Regions from separate parts of the Mus musculus genome. Here region 1 is linked to region 2. The links are chromatin contacts, called in public HiChIP or PLAC-seq maps. All regions are on one chromosome and are shown on one strand. The core of a region is the stretch at or near the end of the contact, and the rest is flanking DNA. Distances in the headings are between cores, read along the strand shown.

Region 1 (7,283 bases), core at 1,640-4,139, 1.0 Mb before region 2:
TATTGAGTAACATACCAAAACCTGCTACACCATATTTTTGAAGAATCATTTTCTAAGTCCCAAAAGACTAATGGGAATGTGTAAGACCAAAGTGGTATAATTCTGCCAGATACTTTGGTCATGTGGTCATGGTGACCTACAACTGGATATAGCAGGAACTTGGTAATGATCAGTATCTTTTGACACTTTTTGAGACAGGGTACCATGTAGCCTAGGCTATCTTGGACTTAAGGTATAGCAGAGAATAACCTTAATGACTGATCCTCCCCTCTTCGCCTCTCAAGTGCTGGGGTTTATGTGTACACCACAGTACCTTACTGGGACACAATATCACAAGGTGTTCTTTGGTGAGATTTACTCTACAGATAGCCAAATATAGAGAAATAGCGTTAAAAGCCTCTGGCTTCCCTGTGGACCCTTCAAGTATTAGAGGTTTGTTTTACTGAAGTGAGCTTTGCCCAAAGGCTAGATGTTATCTACTTATCAGAATTCATTCTTATCCAAGAAGTAAGTTCTTTCTTTGTTTTTGGGAGGCTTAATAGGGATATCTTTGTTTAAGGGAGGCTGGCCAAACAGGACTTTAGGGTGGGGCTGATGATGCCTGCAAGATGAGCAAAGTTATTTAGGACTCCCACTATATTGACTTCTTTCAGTCAAGGCTATATACTTAGATCACAATCAAAATTCTGGACATGGAATGCAGGTGAGTTTCCTTGGCTGCAACACTAAGCACATTGCCATTTATCAGGCCTGCCAGAGCTCATGAGAGCTTCTCTCTGAAAAAGAACAGCAATTAAAAAAGAAAAAAGAAAGAAAAAAAAAGAGTCAAAAGACTGGGTCTCAATGCTAAATTCCAGCTCTATACAGTCCAGTTCATCATCACATGACCTGTCGGAATGATACCACTTTAGGCTCATAGATCCCCCTTGGACTCCACGTCTCAAAGAATGACACTTCAAGAGGGGCTTTAAAAGCAGCACACCAAGTCTATGGGAGGCTACAACAGTAGCTTTGTGTTTGAGCCCTCCCACCTGCCCTGGGCACTGTTTCTTGGTGTACTGATCTGTTTCCTTCCCTGTGATAAACATAATCAGGAGTGTGACAGCTTTTCTGGAGCACTACGAGTCCATCCAACAAACTTCCCTTCAACCAGAGGGGTTGGGAGCCCTTCAACTTCCACCTAGTTTTACAGGTCCTGGGAATTGTTCCCTCACATCTATGAACTAACACTGGGCACAGATCAATAAAAGAAAAAGATTAATTCCTTTTGCTGTTTGTAACCACAACTACATTTCTTTAAATAAAAAAAAAAAAAAGGAAAAATATTTACCAAAAAAACAAAACCCACTATGGAAAGGTTTTAATAATCCTGAGGAAAAGAGTTTTGGAGTAGAGGGTTTGAAAGTCTGGAGTTGACCTAGCTGAGTGAAAAGTTATGCTACTACTTAAGAAAATGGTCTGGCAGAGCCCTTCAAATGCTGTTGCAGAGTGGCTTGAGGGCCAGCGATGAGAGAGCCAAAGCATGCACACTCAAAAGCTTATATGTGAAAGTACATAGATTTGGGATTTAATACCTTACTGTGACACAATAGCACAGGTTGTTCTTTGTTACGATTATAATACAATATGGATAGCCAGCTATATTGAGAAATAGAGTTTAAAATCTCTGGCTACCCAGTGAACCCTCCAAGTGTTGGAGGTTTGTTTTGCTCAAATGAGCTTTGGCCAAAGGCTAGATGTTAGCTTTATATCATCCTAATCCAGAAAGTAAGTTCTTTCTTTGCTTTGGGGAGGTTTAATAGGAATGGCTTTGTTTAAAGGAGGCTGGCCATACATGACCTTACCAAAAATGTATTCAGTGAGTGTGATGGTGAACGCCAAGACATACTAGTAGAGGTCAGAGGACAACCTACCTTGTGGGGCCAGAGGGATCTAGCACAGGACTTAAAGCTTTCTAGCAAAAGACCTTCCTTCCTTTTGGATCCAGTAGCTTTTTTTTTCTTTTGTTATTGTTTTGATCAAAAAGTGATGAGTGAAAAAATAATCTAGCCTACACTAGGATATTATCAACAATAAAAAGAAATTAAATACTGATAGGTACAGTATGGAAGAATCTTAGTATGCTAAGTCAAAGAAGCTAGGCACTGCAGAGGGCATATTATTAGAACTCCACTTGTATGAATAGACAAGTCCAGAGAGCTTTGTGATTGCCTATAACTGCACCATTTAAGAGAAAATGAGCTGGGCGTTGTGGTGCACGCGTTTAATCCCAGCACTCGGGAGGCAGAGGCAGGTGGATTTCTGAGTTCGTGGCCAGCCTGGTCTACAAAGTGAGTTCCAGGACAGCCAGGGCTATACAGAGAGAGAGAGAGAGAAACTGAACTGTGACTGTTAATGACTATAGGGTTGCTGTGTAGGGCGACAAAAGACTGTGGCGATAGTTTAGACACTAAACTAAAACTATTTTAAGTCGGTGGACCAGATGTTGGAATTAAATCTCTACAACGGTGGCTCCCCGCGCCTCCGCGTTTGCATCTGCTTTGGTTACAGGATGTATGTACAGTTTTCAGCGAAATTCAATTATCAGAAATCCAAGTCAACGCTCAAAGCGAAAGGGAGCGGTGACCATTTTCTGAGTGAGCCATAAATACACGAACTGGAATCTGTGATTTCAAAGAAGAATACCAGGACTTAGGCACAGAACAAAATCCGTGGATCCAAAAGCCACCGTTTGCAAGCCTCCCACGACGTTGGCGGGCGGGCCAACGGGGAGGCCAAGTACCCGGAGCCTACGCACGCACAGCCTGCGCAGCCGCAGCCTGAAGCTGAAGGGGGCGCGGGCCCAGGAGCTAGTCCGACAGCGGAGACCGCCCCGCCCAGGCTCCTCCTCTTCCCTTCGCCGCCGTCCCGCCCTCGCTCGCAAACCCAAACACTCCCGGCTGCTGGTGCATGTGATCTCCCAGTAGTCGCTCGGCAGAGATGTTGCTGTTGGCCGCTGCCGGCCTCGTGGCCTTCGTGCTGCTCCTCTACATGGTGTCGCCGCTCATCAGTCCCAAGCCCCTCGCGCTGCCCGGCGCGCACGTAGTGGTGAGTGGCCTCCTGTTGCTGAGCTTGCCCAGGACTGCTTGGCCGGCTTGGGCCAACGAGACCACGGTCCCGGAAAGGAACGGTTGAGTGGGGCGGGTTACCTACTGCCTTAGCCCCGGCATTGCCCTGCCCTGTCGGACCTCAGGAACCCGCCCTCCAAGGCGCCGGGCTACAGGGCAGTGTCGTGGAGAAGGCGCCAGCCTAGTTTCCAGGACTCAGGGGCTCTGCTGCTCGCTGATCCCCGGAGCATCCCTGTCTGCCACTGTTTGGATCTTCAGTTTCCCCAATGAGTCAACAGAGAGACTGAGAAACTTTGCCAAGGACACGGCAGTCGGTGACTAGCAGGATAAGGGCGCAAACCCGGATGGGAGTAGCCACAGCCAGGGAATCCTAAGGAGCCCACAGCAAGGAGGGGGTCTGGGCCTCTGGGGCTGGCCCAGGCAGCTGAGACTGTAGGGTGTCGTGTGCAAGTGACAAAGAGCCCCCAGAGGCTTCTAGGAAGTGATACACCTGAGGGGTGGCCTGGCAGGTTTGGCCAGCAGGCTTGTCTCTGAACTCAGCCAGGGTCTGCTGAGTACTGCTCAAGTGCAGTCCTTTCTGGCGTCAGAAGGAAGAGCTAACCAGCTTGATTAGAAGCTTAAGATGGAAGGAGATATGAGTGGTTTGGTTTGTTAAAGTCCGGAAGCTCGCACGTTCCTATGTGCAGGCTTGGCTATGCCTCCACCCCGCCCCCACAGCTCAGAGCCTCAACTCTGGCATTTCTCCTCGGTGTCCTATATAGACCCAAAACCCGAGGCACAGTGAGGCGAGGAGTTGCGAATAAGGACAGCTAGTATCCAAACCGGCAGCACGAATCTCCTTGGTGCCCTTAGGTGACTTACATGAGTGCATCCAAGTAAGTCCCCACTGCGTTGTTACAGGATAGAGTGGTTATCTTAGTATGATTTATCCCAAACAAGAATTTCTGGATGACAACATGTGTTTCCATTAATTTGTCTTTTGTAAAATTACTGATTTATTCCCAGCTGCTGCTATGCATGATGTGGAAAGAGTTATTAGAAAAAGCCAAAGTTTACAATCATGCCAAGTTGCTAAAGTTTTACATCCACAAAATCGTGACTAAAGCAGTTGAACTTGCCGGCTGAGGAAATGGCTCAGTTGGTAAAGTGCTTGCCGTGCATCATGCCCTGAGTTAGGGTCCCTAGCACCCACATGCTCACTGGGCCTATGCCTCTAACTTCAGCACTGGGGCCACAACCTGTGGATCCCTGGAGCTCACTGGATAGTTTGCCTAGACGCACGAATGATCTTCAGGTTCAGGGAGAAGCCTTGTCGCAAAAATTAAGGTGCAGGGTGACTGAAATGCCAGACACTGCCAGCCTCTGCACAGGTGCACCTACATACACAACGCTGAATCAACTTGTGCTTGTATAGCTCAGCTGTGGGGCAAGGGAGGAGAGCCAAAGTCAGAATGAAAACTAATTCGACAACTACAAGGTACTCACAACTACCCTTGGTACTTGTTCTTGTGTCCCCAGTCCCCGGCTCTTTCACAGAGGAGGTTAGGGCTGTTTCAATAGACGCATTCTTTTTCCCAACATATTTTTATTGATTCTTTGGGAACTTTACATAATGCACTCCAAAACACTCACTTCCCAGCCCTCCCAGGATCCTGCTTTAATACAATAAAAAATAATTACCGCTATGCATGTATGTATGTTTACTGGTATAAACAACATAGCATGGCTTATTCATATGGTGTCCCTATCTGCCTTTTTTAATATCTGAAGAGTAAAATGTGATTTAGTTGTGATCTGGGATCAGGAGAGTGAGCCAAGCTCTTTGTTTTTAGAGCAGTTCACATACGCTGGTGCTGTGGTGTCTGATCACAGCAGCAAAGCTTTGCTGGTCTTCTCATCCAGTAGATGATTGTTCAGTGTCCCTCCTTCTGGATGACTGAGAGTAGTGCTCCTAGCAGCAGGAAAGTTGCTGGTGCCCTTAGTAGGGCCTGTATGCTGCGCTTAAAGAGACAGTATCGTTTAAATGGTATTTGTAGTGATCAGTAACAAGGAGTGGTCAAGGAAGGGAAAGTAAATGGTTATCTTCGGGGCCCTCTGTTTAGATATAGTATACATTTAACGTTTTCTCGGCCATTGTGAAAAACCCACGCCAGTTCTTAGAGCATCCAGAAGAACATATTCCAGAATTAGCCTAACTGTATTCTTATATGCCACTCAAGACTTAGCTGCGTTGGCTAGATCCCTTTGAATGCACCTTGATCTGAAAACCAGGTCTCACTCCCAATGTGAGAAAGTGACACTGTTTGCTTTCCTGAAACCCGCCCTGGCTTTTGTTCACATAATACATCAGAGCATAAAAGATGTCTCAGTAACCTCATTCCTAACTCCATCAGCTTTCTGAACAATAAATAGGGAGACTTTTATTTGTGAGCTTTGACGTTTTGTTTTGTTTTGGTTTTTTGTTTTCATGGAAATGACATAGGAGAACATTCTGCAAACTGAGGAAAGTATTTATTGAGTGCCTGCTTGTGCAGGGGCCTGGCATGGTCTGTGATGAGTGAGACAGGCTGGCTTGGTATTGGTCCATAGGAGCCATGAGTTCAGCCAGGGAGCCAAGATATATCCAAAGTGAGTGCAGACTACATGGTGACCAGCCAGGAGGACTGACTGACTGATGTGTTCAGGAAAGGTTCCCATAGGGCGTGGGGGAACTGTGTGGGGGGATGTGTGATCCGGGGAAGATAAACAGCTTAAGGCAGCATTATAAAGCATGTGAGGAAATGTTTTAGAGGCTCTGACAAGTACTATGAGGAGTAAAAGTTCATAAACCAGAACAGCCCGTAAGATAGCCTGATATCAGAAGCCACGGAGATAACACTCAGCCAAGGCAACGTGTATCCTTCTATAGTCATCCTCAGCAGACATTTGGTTAATGATCTCCCAAGCAAACCTCTCCATTAGATCCAAGGTGAGACTACAGGGAAGTGACATATTCTCAAGAACACAGAGAGACACATCTATGCTTGGAGGGTTTCATGGCAATACGAACATTACAGTGTGGGAGATGTTCTTTCTGCATGGCTTTAGAGTAGCAAAATATTCAAAGTAATCCAAATGTCTGACTGGAAAGGAGCTAGGTTTTGACAGGAGAGATTTTTGTTTTGCTTTTGATACAGGGTCTTACCGTATAGCCATGCTGGCTTGGAATTTACTGTGTGGGCCAGAATGGCTTGGATTCGGACAGATAGCCTGCCTCTGCCTCCTGAGTTCTAATATTAAGGTGTATGCCATCACTACTATGCCTGGCCTGGATGGAGCTCTTTAAATACAGTATTGTGAAGCCTTGTAGTTTTCAACGTTGAAAGGATATTCTTTCTTTCTCTCTCTCACGTTTTTACATAGACTTAGACTTACATAGATGTGCTGGAAGGAAATGAGATTCGTTTGTGTTTGTAGTCAGCAGCACTAATGTATTATTTCTTAGCTAAAATTGTAGGGCACGTTTCCTTTGGTGACCTGAAACGATTTTAGATGAATAGTTTATAGCTCAGCACGGGGGGGGGGGGGGGGGGGGGGGCTTGGAGGCTAGGAGGCTCTGCTGAGAGTATAATCTTTGATGCTTACACTGCATTCCAGGTGACAAATGTGGTATGAGGAGGTTGTGGTTCTTGGAGACGCTTTGTTCCTGAGACAGAGCCCCATGTAGTCCTAGCCAATACCATGAAACTGTCCGTGAGATTGAACGACTTCAACCTTGACCTCCTCATCCCCTGCAGACACGCTCCTGGGGAATTTTTAAAACTCAGAATTATGTCATAGTCCTATGCAGTACTGGAGATCCAACCTGGGGCCTCATGAATCCTAGGCAGGTACCTGCACTGAGCTACACCCTTACTACTCCCAACACAAGTATTTCAAGAAGTCTCTGTACAGAGGAGATATGGCAAGTGCTAAGATGGTCTAAGATGGTCTTCCTGATGTTCTTCATAGGTCACAGGAGGCTCCAGTGGCATTGGGAAGTGCATTGCTATTGAGTGCTACAAACAAGGAGCATTTATAACTCTGGTTGCACGAAATGAGGTAAGCGCTCTAGACTCCTCATGACAAACTCACTAACGCGGGAAGTCCAAGAGACGGGTCTTATCTGTCATTTCTCTCTGTAACTTGATGATGACA
Region 2 (7,204 bases), core at 716-3,215:
GACAGGGTCTAGCCTTGACTTCTCCTGTCTCTATCTCCTAAGTGCTGGGATTATATGGGTTTACCACCATGCTCAGTTTGATAAATGCAAGTTATAAAGGGAAAATGGAAAAACTATAAAACATTTATATGCACACGTGAATAATTGCACAGATTTATCAACTCAAGGTTTCATGGTGCATCGAAGTTAATTTTGACTTTAAACAACTAGAAATACACCCTAAATTTACATGCTTTGTAATAAAAAGATGTTGTCTGCCATTGTCAAAGGTAAGTATTACCACATTGTTCACTTTACACACTGAACCTGATAGCTCTACTACTTTAGTAATAAATGCCCAAAGAAATTAGGACTAGAACTTTTGGTGTTACCTGTGACCAATATTTTTCTTAAGAATAAGAGACTGTAATATTGTAAATTCGGCTTTATAAGCTTGTCTCTATAATGAGAAAGTACTTTTTAAAGGTGCTAATGACTTATTATGTCTACAAAATCAGAGTTCTTTGAAGGACTGGAATATTAGTATACATTATAAAAGTAAAACTACTCCAGAAAAAGAATTTTATTATAAATATACAAACCTGCTATATCAATGGTCTACACTTTGCATACTGCATGAATCTAAAATAAACCTAAATATACAAACTGTGTATGTCCTCCATTTGTGTGAGAGCACACACTGCTACCTCTTCCTTAAACTCACCAAACACTGTGTGGACTTTACAAGTGGAGGACAACACATTCTGTCATGTTCAACTTTCTTCTACTTAGCTTTTCTTCCCACATACCAACACAAGAAAGCACATCATGTCTTTGTCTCCTCTCATCTCCTCACTAGGATGCCTCTGTCTTTCTTCACACTGTTATTCTCATTACTATACTAGTAACCGGCACTGGAATTAGTGTTTTTAAAATATCTGCAGAATGAATGAATGAAGCAGGGTATTCCAGAGTATTCTTTTGTGCAAATAAACCATGTGCCGAGCTATGGAAGGTAGCATAATTTACATTCCATGGATTTTCTCATGGCATTTAGAAATTATAAACCTTCAAAAATAAGAGCAAAATACTAACAAAAACAGTTAACTTACCTGTTCCCAACACTGAGGTAAAAGTTCAGCCTCCACACGTGTTGGTCCAACATGACGTGCAAATGCCACACATCCTGTCAGTATCATTTGCCTGAAAAATAATAGGGAAAAAAAAAATCCTTGAATGTGCATCAGAAAATAGAACTATGTCGGGCATGGTGGCGCACGCCTTTGATCCCAGTACTTGGGAGGCAGAGGCAGGTGGATTTCAGAGTTCAAGGCCAGCCTGGTCTACAAAGTGAGTTCCAGGACAGCCAAAAATAAAATAAAATAAAATAAAATAAAATAAAACCATGACCACAACTTAAAAAAAGAGTTAAATAGCCAGGAATGGTGGCACAACCTTTAATACTAGCACTTTGAAGGAAAGGTGGCCATGGAAGTGACAGTGTGACATGGTTCCTGCCCCCGGAGCAGAGCCAGCAGGGTGTGGGCTGATGTTCTGATGGTTGCTGTGTATGTACTGTATGGCTTGTTCTTGTAAAATGATGTGCATAAATTTATTTTCCTCCTTTGGGAAATATACCCCCCCCCAAGGTTAATGACTCTATGATAATTAGAAACAGTGTATCTATGTTCTTAGCAAAAACAAATGCTGTGACTTTCAGGACAGTCCTAAGACTGGGAAAGAACTCTAAAACCATGAGTTTGAAAATATAAACAGGTTTTCTCAATTATGCAAAATATAGATGCAATATGAATTATATGAGGGGTCTCACTGACCTAAAAGGTCAGAGGTGGCAGCATTATGAGCTAGCAGATCAGAAAGATATAAAAGGAGAGAAAGAGATTTGGGTAGTGGTGGTTGCGGAGCAAGAAACCACCACTTTATTCTTTGTGCTTACAAAAGCAGACACATTCCTGAGTTCAAGGTCAGTCTGGAACAGAGCAAGGTTAGGCTCAGGTGTGGTGGGAACGGTGATTTTAGCCAGTAGCTTACTGTTTGTGCTTACAAAGGCAGGCAGATCTCTGAATCATCTGCCATTGTTTTTTTTTTTTTTTTTTTTTTTTAAAATGTACAAGTCCTTTTCTAAGAATCCAGGGGCTAAGGTCATAAAATGCTGACTTATGAGATAATCAAAAGGAACCTAGAGTGGATGATTGAATTGATATGCAATAAAAGACTAGGTTTTGGTCTGTGAGAGCTGAGTTATCTGGATGAGCTGTCTAGAGAGCCAGCAGGAGTAGAACATGGGGTTGTCAGCTTGCACCCAACTTGGGAGTCATTTCTTTGGCTCCTCCCAAACACCCCTTCCTCAAGAACATCTCCCACCCCCAAGTGATCCTTGGCGAGTCAGGCAGATCATTATGAGTGGAGGCCAGTCTGACCTGCATAAGTTCCAGGCTAGTAAGGGCTACATGGTAAGACCATGTTTTAAAACAAACTCCAACCAAACCGAACTCAAAAATAAACAAGAAAAAAAAAATCAATTCTAAGTATTCTTATTGCTGTTCCCCAATTGGTCAAGTTAATAATGTCTTTATCACCCTCTGTTTTAATTTCCCAGTTTTTCTTTTTGATTTTTCCATTCTCCCACCTTAGGAAGTCAGGTAAACTAAAGGGAATAACAGGAAATACAAGAAATCCTGTCATCTGCTTCCTCATGAGAAATTTCGAATAACTGATTATTTTTTGTACCAACTACATACATATGTATATATTCCATAAATGTTAGATAATTACAGTTATTCAATTTTCTCATAAATAACACAGAAAAATCTAGGTATACTTGTAAGCCCAGTTCAGGGGAGGTAGAGGCAGGCAGATCTATGTGCTCTCTGGCCTGTCAGCCCAGCCTGTTCTCCTCTAGGCCCCCAAAGAACTGTTTTAAGGGTCAGGTCTAGAGCTGTAGGTTAGTAGTAGAGCATTTGACTATCATTCGTGAGTCTCTGGGATCAATCATTAGTGCCAACAAAATTAAAATGCTGGATTGGTGCCTAAGAAAAATACCCAAGTTGCCCTCTGGCTAACCTACATGCACCTCCAGACAGTGGTCATATTCATTGGCACACAAATTTTAAGCATTTAAAATATTTCTTCATGATATATATGTATAGAGGTTGAAATCATGCACCACCACTATACTAAACACATCTAAACATCAATAGGAAAAAGTGATAACTCTGAAAAGCAGTTCAAAATAGAAAAGGTCAGATGCCCAACACCTTATTAATAGCCCTGGATGTAGGCTATACAGTAAAAAATAAAACTGATTATCAAATGATTTAGTTAGAAATCTGATATTATTTATGGTTATTATCAAAGAACTGAAAAAAGAACCATCATGGAGTGTAAATTAAGTTTTACTGGGATACTGTTAAAGAAGTCTGAGATTAACTAAAGAAAAATAGCAAGTGGTTACCTATCAAACAAATACTAACAAATATTTATATCCACTTTTCATTTATATAATAATATTGATTATTGATTTTTATTCTTTTTAAAAATAAAAAGTTGTCTTTCTGTAAGATAAAACACAGTAGACAGGGATACTTTATTCCTGCCACCAGGTGGCAGCAGTTATGTTTAAGTTTTGCCTCGAAAACTTAGAATGCAAATTCAAAGAAGGTATTTTATTTATTACTCTGCTACTAAGACAGGGAAAGACACATTTTTTAAAGAAGAAAATGAGATATGCACTTTCCTGTATATTATCACCAAATTGTCCTTAGAAAACATTGAAATTGAATAGTATTTTCACAGTGAACTAATTCCCTCATCCCTACTTGTTTAGTGAGCGTGCTGGCTGCCAATGTCACCTAACTTTGGCTGTATCCTGAGGATGCATCTCTCCACTTTGCTCTTGGGTAGAGTCTTTGAGAATGAGAGACACATAGTATAAATTTCAGGGTATATTAGGCTGCGAGGTCATTACTTTAGAGTACTTTCTATTTTAACTTCTCAGCTTTATGTCTCAGGACTCATTTGTTTATGACTTTTATATAAATGAATCATTAGAAGACGTTCTAAAAAAAGCAGCTGTAAAAATTAGATAAATACTTAGGAAGCACAACTCTGTTTTACAAAATAAAAGCAAAATAACCTTTGTTATTAAGGTAAAGATTGCAAGAGAAAAACATCCCAGCACATTATTTTATCTTCTGGTTCTTCTCTCTCTACTGCCAGGCTGCTTTCTTCAGGCTACCCTTGCAGCTTTCCTTAGTGCTCCAACATTTCACTTCTTGAGGTAGACAACACACTTAAGTTCCTGTGTGCAGGGTGCTGTCCAATGGCAAGTCTACACTATCTGTTACGGACTGCATGAATGCTCCCGGAAGGACTTGTTCCAGAAGTTCTGCCCCATCCACTCTGCAGAGTTTTCACCTAGTGGATGTTGAAAGAACAGATCTGATTCCCTCAGAAACTGGTGTGATCCTGAGGAACCTACATAGTGTCATGTCACTCAAGTATGTTTGTGATGGGCAATAAAGTTTCAGAACTACTATAGCCAGTGAACTTGCTCCTGCTCTTCCTCAGGGACTCTGACAACAAAATGGCTTCTGTTCTCAATAATCTTGAGAAGATCAGGAAAGGTAAAGATGCTGAATTTTGTGAGATTCTGACAAAGAGCCAAATTTTGTTATAAGAACAATGCAGGTCTTCTCCTACAATTGGAAATATGAGCTTTTTTTTTTAGCTTCTGTTTTAGGGCATACATTTTCTATGTATGACTAGCAATCAAATCACCATTTAGATCAGTGGTTGTCAACCTGTGGGTTGTGACCCCTTTGTGGTCAACCTACCCTTTTACAAGGATCTTATATGTCAGATATTTACAATATAACTTATTTTAACAGTAGCAAATTTAAAGTTATGAAGTAGCACCGAAAATTGTTTCATGTTCAGGTATTACCACAACACGAGGAACTGTATTAAAGGGTCACTCACATGCAGCATTAGGAAGGTTGAGAACCACTGCTTTAGAAAAAAATAAATTTCTATTTTTTTTCTTATCTGTTGATTGTGGCCTAAACACTGTACTCCTCTCACAGCAACTAGTTTAAGGATAAATCAGTTTATCAAATATTCATGTATTATTTTTATAAAGACTAATTGTAATGAAGCCATGGTTATAGCATGTTCATCTATGTGGGAAAAATGGAAATTCCTAAGAGAAATCAAGCATGAAAAAGAAAAGCAAAAAGATAATATAAATTAGATACCCTCAGGTAACTAAAGTGTACAAACTCGACAGGGGTCACTGGAATAAGAATGAAAATACTGCAGAGATTCCCTGTTTATTCAATACACTGAATAATGGTTCCTTTATTCACCTGTACATAATTCAGAGTTCAAAGCCTTTTATAATGAAAGTGAAACTGGATCTCACCACCAAGAAGTTGCTTGAAACCAACTTTCAGAGGTTATAACCTATTTGTGTGTGTGTGTTGAGTAAAAGAAGGATGGATAGATAAATGGCTAAGTTCATGAAAAGTGATTAGAATAGGAATGTTTAAATTATAGTGACATTTCCAGAGGAGTTGCTGGGTTATTATATGAACGTCTGTAAACTTATACTGAGTGAAACAGTAAATGTGCCACTTGGCTATCAAGATTATCAAGCGGCTGATAAAACAAACTCATGCCATTTAGAAAGGCTCTCATGCCTTTCAAGATATTTTACATAATCATATTAAGAGGAGCTCTACATTTACACTCTGTCCACCACTATAAATTATGAACTACTATTGAAGAGTTCATACAAATTGTTAGAAACAGACGTCTGAGCAAATAACTCTTCAGTCCTTCAAGAGGCAACACAGTGGTTTACTGATATTTTATCATTCACAACATATGCTCAGTTTTCAGTAGTATTAAATCTATTGCAGCGTCTTACTAAAATTTGAAAAACTTGCATATTTTACTCTTTCTGCTATTTTGTTATTCTAAACTTTTCTTTCTAAGACTTGATTTCTTTGGGTTCCTTTCTGGTTTATGGATTCGAAGACCCAGAAGTAAACCTATACACCTATGGACACTTGAACTCTGACACCTGATTTTTTGCCAAAACCATACAGTGGAAAAAACCCTGCATATTTAATAAATGGTGCTGGTCTAACTGGCAGTCTGTATGTAGGAGAATGAAAATAGATCCTTATTTATCACCTTACACAAAGCTCAAGTCCAACTGCATCAAGGCACTTAACATAAAACCAGATACACTGAATCTAAAAGAAGAGAAAGTGGGAAAGAGGTTCGAACTCATTGGCACAGGGGTTAATTTCCTGAACAGAACTCCAATAGCTCTCGCCCTAAGATCAACAATGATAAATGGGACCTCATGAAACTGAAAAACTTCTGTAAGGCAAAAGATACTGTCAATAGGAATAATTGGCAACCCACAGATTGGGAAAAAAAAAAAAAAACTTTACTAACCTTACATCTGATAGAGGACTAATATCCAATATATATATAAAAACTCAAGAAGGTAAACTCCAAAAAACCAAAAAACTCAATCAAAAAAAATGAGATATAGAACTAAACAGAGAATTCACAACAGAGGAATCTCAAATGGCTGAAAGGCACCTAAAGGCACGTTCAAAGTCCTTAGTCATTAAGGAAATGTAAATCAAAACTACCCTGAGATTCCATCTCACACCAAACCTCAGGTGACAGCAGATGCTGGCGAGAATGTGGAGAAAGAGGAACACTCCTCCACTGCTGGTGGGATTGCAAGCTGGTACAACCACTTTGGAAATGAATTTGGCAGTTCCTCATAAAATTAGAAACAGTTCTACCTGAAGACCTAGCTATACCACTCTTGGGAAAATACCCAAAAGATTCATCACCATAACCACAAGGACATGTGCTCTACCATGTTCATAGCAGTCTTATTTATAATAGCCAGAAGCTGGAAACAACACAGATGTCCTTCAACCATAGAATGGATACAGAAAATGTGGTTCATTTATATAATGGAATATTATTCAGCTATTAAAAATGAGGACATCATGATTTTTGCAGGCAAATGGATGTTACTAGAAAATATCACCCTGATAACTCAGACCTAAAAGAACATGCATGGTATATACTTACTAATAAGTAGATATTAGCCAAAAAGTACAGAATATCTAGGATGTAATCTACAGAACATAAGAAGTACAACAAGCAG

The links. HiChIP or PLAC-seq counts read pairs in DNA pulled down with a chosen protein or histone mark.
Region 1: a contact with region 2 is called in an H3K27ac HiChIP or PLAC-seq map of embryonic stem cells, with 4 times the contacts expected there. The contact joins the promoter of Kdsr here to the enhancer-like site in region 2. A contact is called at or near these places in 3 of 39 promoter capture datasets (hippocampal neurons, liver and pre-B cells), 6 of 115 datasets of contacts at active chromatin or transcription factors (astrocytes, bone marrow-derived macrophages, differentiating embryonic stem cells and 3 more) and 1 of 9 other capture datasets (liver).

Annotation. Positions count from the first base shown.
Region 1 is chr1:106,755,348-106,762,630 of GRCm38.p6, reverse strand. It overlaps Kdsr (3-ketodihydrosphingosine reductase), which reads left to right and starts at 2,889. Exons shown (of 10, transcript NM_027534.2): 1 at 2,889-3,087; 2 at 7,098-7,187. The coding sequence starts at 2,980.
Region 2 is chr1:105,707,827-105,715,030 of GRCm38.p6, reverse strand. Relch (RAB11 binding and LisH domain, coiled-coil and HEAT repeat containing) reads right to left here. Exons shown (of 29, transcript NM_173187.4): 12 at 1,092-1,182. Among named protein-coding and RNA genes, the nearest start is that of Relch, 48 kb to the right of the region's middle. Within about 2 kb of position 1,965, at least 4 of the 459 cell types and tissues checked have an H3K27ac peak or open chromatin away from gene starts, as enhancers often do. A contact at or near this core is called in embryonic stem cells, where this site is marked.